Linked DNA regions of Ovis aries: region 2 is linked to region 1. A link is a contact called in public Hi-C data. All regions are on one chromosome and are shown on one strand. The core of a region is the stretch at or near the end of the contact, and the rest is flanking DNA. Distances in the headings are between cores, read along the strand shown. Region 1 overlaps ASCC1 (activating signal cointegrator 1 complex subunit 1). Region 2 overlaps DNAJB12 (DnaJ heat shock protein family (Hsp40) member B12).

The links. Hi-C and Micro-C count contacts between places; a contact is called where the count stands out from the background.
Region 2: a contact with region 1 is called in a Hi-C map of mixed tissues, with 6 times the contacts expected there. The contact joins two enhancer-like sites. A contact is called at or near these places in 12 of 16 Hi-C or Micro-C datasets (blood, hypothalamus, liver and 6 more).

What each region holds. Positions count from the first base shown.
Region 1 is chr25:27,430,594-27,434,316 of ARS-UI_Ramb_v3.0, reverse strand. The region is part of intron 9 of ASCC1 (activating signal cointegrator 1 complex subunit 1); the gene reads left to right. Among named protein-coding and RNA genes, the nearest start is that of SPOCK2, 33 kb to the right of the region's middle. Within about 2 kb of position 1,911, at least 3 of the 54 cell types and tissues checked have an H3K27ac peak or open chromatin away from gene starts, as enhancers often do.
Region 2 is chr25:27,598,642-27,602,364 of ARS-UI_Ramb_v3.0, reverse strand. DNAJB12 (DnaJ heat shock protein family (Hsp40) member B12) reads left to right here. Exons shown (of 9, transcript XM_042241167.1): 9 at 1-1,386. Among named protein-coding and RNA genes, the nearest start is that of DNAJB12, 19 kb to the left of the region's middle. Within about 2 kb of position 1,999, at least 48 of the 54 cell types and tissues checked have an H3K27ac peak or open chromatin away from gene starts, as enhancers often do.

The sequences.
Region 1 (3,723 bases), core at 662-3,161:
CCAAAAGGTATATTGATGCAAGTTGAGGGTGAGGTACTTTAACATCTGTAAGAAGGTAATCACAGGTAGCCTGAGAAGTGACTGTATGAACAGTATGGGTCTCTTGTTTGGTATTTAACTTCTCTCATTCTGGAAAGTCAGTTTACCATTTAAAGATGCTTGACTTGGGAATCTTTCTAACCCACCCCAATGATAACATGGACATAGCTCCCTCTAGTGTTGACAAAGCTTGCTGTAATAGTTGTACCCTTACTGTGTAATGCCTAATTGGGATTTTACAACTGGGCCCAATGAGGTTCTTGCAAACTATTTAATCCAGTTCCTCATTTTACTCTCTAAGGGTGCAAGATCCAATATGGTTAAAGTGACTTGCCAAAGGTTGCTGCTAGATAGTAGCAGAGTTTAAATCAGAAAAAAATATTTAAAACTCACAAATTAGCTTTTCTACCTTCTTTATAAAGATGCTCAGTGTTTAGGCAGAGATCAGTAGATACTTGAAATTGGGCCTCTCTGTTTGAAATGTGATAATATCTGACGACATAAATGTTGGGGCAGTGGGTATGCCAGTTAGTCTAAAACTGGCTAATTAACAATTAGGCTTTTGAGGTGAATGTAATACTAAGACCAACAGAACTATTGACTGTGTGCTATCTGTCAGACCATGTGCTCTGCAGATAAAACAGTCATGATACAGTCCCTACCTTCCAGGAGCTTCCTATCTCTGAGAGATATAGCAGATTAATAGGTAATTACAGTATAAAATGATGGTAGCAGATTATGAGATGGAGGAAGAGAAGTACCTTTGAACACAGGTCCTTTGAACACAGGTAGTTGTAACAAAATATCTTTTGATAGAATATACAACACGTTACTTTTTAATCATTAGTTCCAGAAAATATAATCTTTCATTTATATTTAATCAAAGGAATTAACTTTTCTTTGAGAATAAAGATAAAATGTAGCATCCAACACTGCTCCCCAGACATATAAGAGGCAATAGCTATATTTATAAAGTAGCTGTAGCAGTGCACTTTTTTGGAATTACAAGTCTTTCTCAATTAGAATATGAAAACCCATGGCCCCTGAATCCCTTGCAAAAAAAAACAATCGAGATTTAAAAAACCGATGGATTATATATGTAGTTTTTGTACCAGATAAAATTATTATGTTCAGAAAGGGAAAAAAAAATCACTTTCACTAACAAGATAGGAACTGACTTGGAGTAAACAGAAAGGTTAACAGCATTGGTTGTTAAGGAGCCCAAGTATATGTGTGCAGCATATTAACAGCTACACAGGTCAAGGATCAGGAATGCTGGTGATGGGAAGCAGCCTTGGAAAAAAATCAACTTCATCTGCTATTCAAAGAGAAACAAAACGAGAATGCGAGTCATTGCTCATTGCTGTAAGAATTTAATGAGTAACAGCCAATTGCTATTCTACTCCATGAAGAGAATTGGTCCTTTTGACTCAGTGCAATATGTGTTCTGGATGCCTTAATAAGAAAGAAAAAAAAAAAGATCTCCAATGACTTTTGGAGGTAGAAGCTATGTTTTTCTTTTGTATAGCTCTTTTGAGAATTCTTGCAGCTATTATAGACTAGTATCTGATTATTCCTAGTCAAAATAAGAATTTTACTATTCTAAGAAGGACTTTGAAAGAACTGACAACTAGAGAATCATTCCCTTGTGTTTTTCAAACAAGAAAAACAATGTATTTAGTAATGGTAGTTTTTTATGGAAGACTGACAGATGGCTCTGAAAGGAAGATGTACATGCGAGTGAAGACGACCTTGGCCTCATTAATAGGATAGTGTCCTGTCAGAGTTTCCATTTCTCATCTAAGAGATAGGAGCAAAGATGTGATTTGGTTATCTGTAACACACTGATAAGCTTGTAAATGGAGAAATCGTGCTGACCTAAAAACATTCTGCCAGGAAATAACTGCTCCCTCACTAGCTAGAAGTAGGATGGTCATTGACTGCCAGCTTCTGGAGGGAGAAGTGGTCTTAGTGGCAGTCTTGTTTGGGGGACCCATTAAATGCCCTTATGCAGTTGAATCAGTATTCCAAGACTATGCTTTCAGCAGATTGAATAGGGGTGCAGTAGTAACTGTTTAAAAGCATAGCTTCTAAATGCAAGGTGAAGAGGAGACATTAGAGCCCTAGCTTGTACTCTCCACAGTACAAATAAAGACACAGTAATATATTTGGGAAGGAACAGAAAGTGCTGGAGAAGGAAATGGCCACCCACTCCAGTATTCTTGCCTGGAGAGTCTTGTGGACAGAGAAGCCTGGTGGGCTGCTGTCCATGGGATCGCACAGAGTTGGACACGATGGAAGCGACTTAGCACGCATGCATGCATTGGAGAAAGAAATGGTAACCCACTCCAGTGTTCTTGCCTGGAGAATCCCAGGGACAGAGGAACCTGGTGGGCTGCCATCTATGGGGTCACACAGAGTTGGACACGACTGAAGTGCCTTAACAGCAGCAGCAGCAGCAGCAGAATGTACTGTAGGTCTAAAAGCAAAGGACAAAAGTGCCATTTCTTTAGATACTTAAAAATCCTAGAGCATATAAACCAAGTAAAAAGCACATGTATTTCCATTTTATATATAAGAATATTTAAATTTAGAGAAAGAGGGAATTGGCAGTATTTTACTATATTAATATTTAATAGTACTTTACCTGAGAATGTTTTAAATCTAGCTAGCTACATTGAGAGTTTTCTTGAAAGATGTAAATAAGAGTGACTCAAGTATTTCATTCAGTTTTGCTCTTTTTCCATCTCTGGCTCTTAAAGTATTTAAGAGGACAGTAGAATGAATACATTTAAATGAGAGCTTTGTTTAGTTTTTTTACTTAGGGAAGTTTCTATAAGGAAGATGTTTAAAAATGCATGCTATTTATTCTCTTGGTAAAAGTGCACAAACATATATGTACTTTTAAACGAATAATCATAAAGTGAACAGTATAACTACTACCAAGGTCAAAAAACAGAATGTGCCTCACATGCCCGTTGCTGGCCAACTCTGTGGTCTGTTTGTCTTAAGGTAACAAAGGCACAATTAAGTTCCTAAACACTGTTAGTAAAGAGGTTTGCTTTCAATGATTACTTTGTTTTGGAGTACTAGAAGCATATTGAAAAAAAGGAATTTATTTTTATTCTTTCAAAGGAAGAGAAATTAGATTGAGAACTCAGTCATGATTTTTTTAAGAATATATTAAAAGAAATTATATCAGAAAATATACAAAGGAAGACAAGCATTTAGAAAGTATATTATTTCTGAGGAAGAAAATATTGTGTTTTTTATTATTCAGTTCAATACTAAGCCATATTACATACTGTTCTTGAAAATTACTTCTTAGTCTTGTGGTTCGTCTTTAGAACTTTTTCCTCAAACTTACCTTTTTCAGAAAGCCTGTCCTTGAAAATCTATCACTAAATGTTTCATTGCACTATTACATCAGTATTAATAACAGCAGATTGAATGTAGAAAGAAGTTGCTATCTCTCATTACCACCACAGCTGTGGTGTCATTTTTGCTATCTGATATTTCTGTGACTTGAAATTTTAATTTTATTTAAGTAGAATCACTAAGCAGATGCCACTTTCTGTTAGAGCTGTTCATGCTTATACACCATGGACACTTACTAAATTCACTGTGCTTGGACACACTAATATTTTGTAGTAGATTTTATCCATTCATTGAAAGCAATCACAT
Region 2 (3,723 bases), core at 750-3,249, 170 kb before region 1:
CGTGTATATGTATATATCTATTTATATGTAAATAGCACATATAAAGATATATATAGAGAGAGTCTACTTTTTGAAACTATGCAGGGATTTGGTTAGGTTGTTGAGTTGATTTCTTCCCTGATTTAGAAAATGAGGCCTGTTTGGGGAAGGGAGCCTGGTCCTTCAAAGGCTAGACATTAGCCATAGCTGACAGCAGAAGGAAAGTTGGGTAACATCTTCTAACGTTGCCCTCAAGCCCAGCCTGTTTTTGATGGCAGCAGTAATCATGATAGCATAAATCTGTAGAGAATTTGGAAGGCTGCCAACATTATGATTAAACTGGAGGGGAACAGGCCATGGGGAAAAGAAGGTGCCCCTAGGGCCAGGTGCCAGGTCAGTATTGTGTCATGGTAGAGGCCCCAGATGGCCCAGGGGGATGAGCCCACCCACCATAAGTTTGGTCAGCTCAGGTGGGCACTTAGTCCTGGCGTCCAGGAGCCCCCTTCCCCCTACCACCGAGAACAGCAGGATTGGAGAGGGGAATCAGGTTCTGGCTGACCACCTCCCCGCTTAGTCCCTACGTGAGTTTTGCCTTATAGGTGCCCCCAGGCACAGCCCCATTGTTGCTACTGGTTTTTCCTAAGTCATGGACCAAGGCTTCAGAAGGCTTTTTTTCCAAGAGTCAACCAGGTGGCACCCAGGACCCTGGGGCAGCAGCCAAATCCTGAAGAAAGTCCATGACTGTGGGCACCTCTGTCTACTCTCCAAGGACATGATGCCACCCGGCCTTCTCTTGCACTTTGGACAAAGGATGAACCAGAAGGTTTTCTTATCGTCACCTTCAAATGAGGATTTTTCTCAAAACAGCACTTGCTGCCAGGGGAAGGGAGGGAGGTTTTATTTATTCCCACAGTTTATACTGGGCCTTTTGGAATTACCGTTTTCCCCAAATTTTCCTCTTGTGGTGGGTGTGTCAATTGAGCCTGCCATCCTCCGAAGCCTTACTACCCCAAACCAAGCTGCCAGCCAGGAGGGGGGTCACCACCCTCCCAGAGCTTCTCTTGGCTCTCTTTTTAAAAGTCTCCCAACAAGTAGGATTCTTGCTGGGGAAGGAAGCTTGGTTAAGAGATGTCAAATATGGTTTTTAAACAAGGTCCTGCCCTGTGATGAAGTGGCCGCCCCAGCCCAGAGAGATGCTCAGAACTGGATGCGGATGAGAGCACCCTGCCTGCGGTGGCCCCGGTGCTCTGCCCCGACCACCCCAACCCTCTGGTCTTGGTAGATGTCCCTAGACGGGCTGAGCCATGTGCAATAAGAACATAGATCCTGATGGATCCCCTGAGAAGCTGTATTTCTTGAATTAGAATTCTGAAATTGTATATCTATAAATACATGTTTATTATGTGATTGGTGGGTCTGTGTTGAGCAAGGGGCCCAAGCTCGGAGGGTAGAAGGGGGGTACAAGCACCTGTTGCTGCTGACACTGTCCTGCCAAGACCACGAGGAGTTTGGTGGCTAGTCAGAACGTCCCCTCACCCCAGCTGACAGCCACTTCAGTCACAAGTGTTCCAGGGCTGATTTCCATCGCAACGAAGGGTAAGCAGCTCAGTTAAGCCAGGACCCAGGGGGGTCCCTGGCACTAATCCAGGGTGCGCAACCCGGGCCTCCCCTTAGTCTTACCCCTCTGACTATCAGGCCTATGGTGAACACAGCAGATTCAGAACCTCCCTTCTCCCCAGCCTGGAGCTCCAGCCCACCCTGGATCCAGAACAAGAGAAAAGTTCTCGGAGTTTCTTTCCATCTCTGGGTGCACAGTCTTCCCAGCCATCCCTGCCACACCGCCCCCACAGCCCACCCTCCTCCCCCATGGAAAAGTTAAAAATGTGGCAGCCTCCGTGAATGGAGCGGCAGATCTGCCCGGGGCCTCCCAGAGACAGGGCCCGCAGCCCTGACTGGTGGCCTGAGGCCCCTCCTGCCGCAGCTCCAGCCAAAGACAGGCAGGCTGCCCGGTGGTGCCACGGCAGCCCGGGTGCTCATTGGCTGCCCCCACCTGGGTCACCGGCCCGCGCCCGGTCTGCGAGCCACCACTTGTTGGCTGTGGTTGGCAGGGGCGTTGCCAACCGCCCCCATTCAACCCCCCTCAAGTCCCTCTGCCCTCAGTGTGCAGTTCTGTGAGCCAAAAGGGGCGGGACAGACTCTGTCTGACTGTTTGCTACAAAGAAGAGCCTTTGACAAGTGTCCCCACCCACTGTCAGGTGGCACAACAGGGCCCCGAGTCCGTGCAAGCTCCCGGGATCAGCCGGCTTATCTCCCCGTTCTAGACTTGCCCCAAGGGGCAAGGAGCACACACCCCAGCCTGACTATAGCCTCATCCCCACCCGGAGTTCCTGGGCAGAGTCACCTGGCTGTTGAGAGGTGCACAGATTTGGATGACTAGACTGTTGACACAATGTGAGCTCAGAGTCTTTACCAAATGTCACACCATGTGGTCTGAGCCAGTCAGCCCATTTCCCAGAGCAGGAAACTGAGACCCTGAGGCAGGGAAGTTCGTCCCCCAAGAGTCTGTGAAGCTGTGCGTGTATTTGGGGTTTATGTAGCAAAACAATCAGTCCTTGAAGGGTCAGACCCACTCCCACCAAGTAGAGCGGCAGGAGCCCTGAGTTCAGAAGGGTGGGAACGGGGAAAGGCCACGCTAAGGGAAATGAGACTTAATCTGAGGGTCTAGGGCTGGGGACAGGCTGCCCTCGAGCTGTGCACACCTACTCTCTCCCAGCAACGACAAAGGTGTCCACCTGCTGTGCGGGCAGCTTCCCTGAGCTGGCCCCACACTCCAGAGGCAGGACAGCAGATCCATCAGGTGTCGGTGTGGACCCCACAGCCCAGCTGCATGTACTGGTTGGGTGGCCTTGGGCATGTCACTTAACCTCCCTCTGTCTCAGTGGCCTCATCTTCAAAATGCAGATAATAAAGCCACCTACCTCAGTGGGTTACTGCGAGGAGTAAAAGTTATCCCATACATACTAAAAAAAAAAAAAAAGGTACACAGAAAGGTCTCTGTGTTATCTGTCGTCAGTCGAGGAAGATTCACCAAGCACCAACTGGAGTCAAATCCCACTCCAGACACGAAACCACAAAGGTGACTAAGACTGGGGCTGCCCTGGAAGAACTTCCGGCCAGGTGGGTGAGCCCAGCATTCAGCAGACCCCAGTAAGCAGACTGACAACAAAGCTGGGAGCGTGGCGGGGTGAGCAGCTCACAGTAAAGAGCGGCATCTGTGAAGGAGGTGGGCGTGGGCAGGGCTTCGGGTGGGCAGGCACTCTGGCTGCAGGGGACAGGCGGGCAGAGCCCTCGGAAGGTACAGGAGGGAACAGTGCATGCACCAGGTCCCCGGTCTATAGCTGTCAGCTCACCCTGTCAGACCAGGGGCCTTGGGCAGAGAAAGACCTTCACCGGGAATAAATGAACAAGAGCCCCTACACCGCCAGAATCCTGGCTGTCCCGTTCACTCAGGGATTCACCAAGCATGTCTGAGCCTTTGTTGCTGCTGGGCCCTACCCTCAGGGAGGCAGCCTTGTGAGGCCAGTCGTACAGGACGGGGGACAGGGGAGTTGGGAGAGAGGTTGGCAAACTTGGAAGCCTATGCTGTGGCATTCACACCATCGCCCTATCCCTGCCCTCTACCCCCTACCCCACCCCTGACCCTCACGGAGGGATGTTTCACCAGGCACAGAGCCCAGGCTTCCT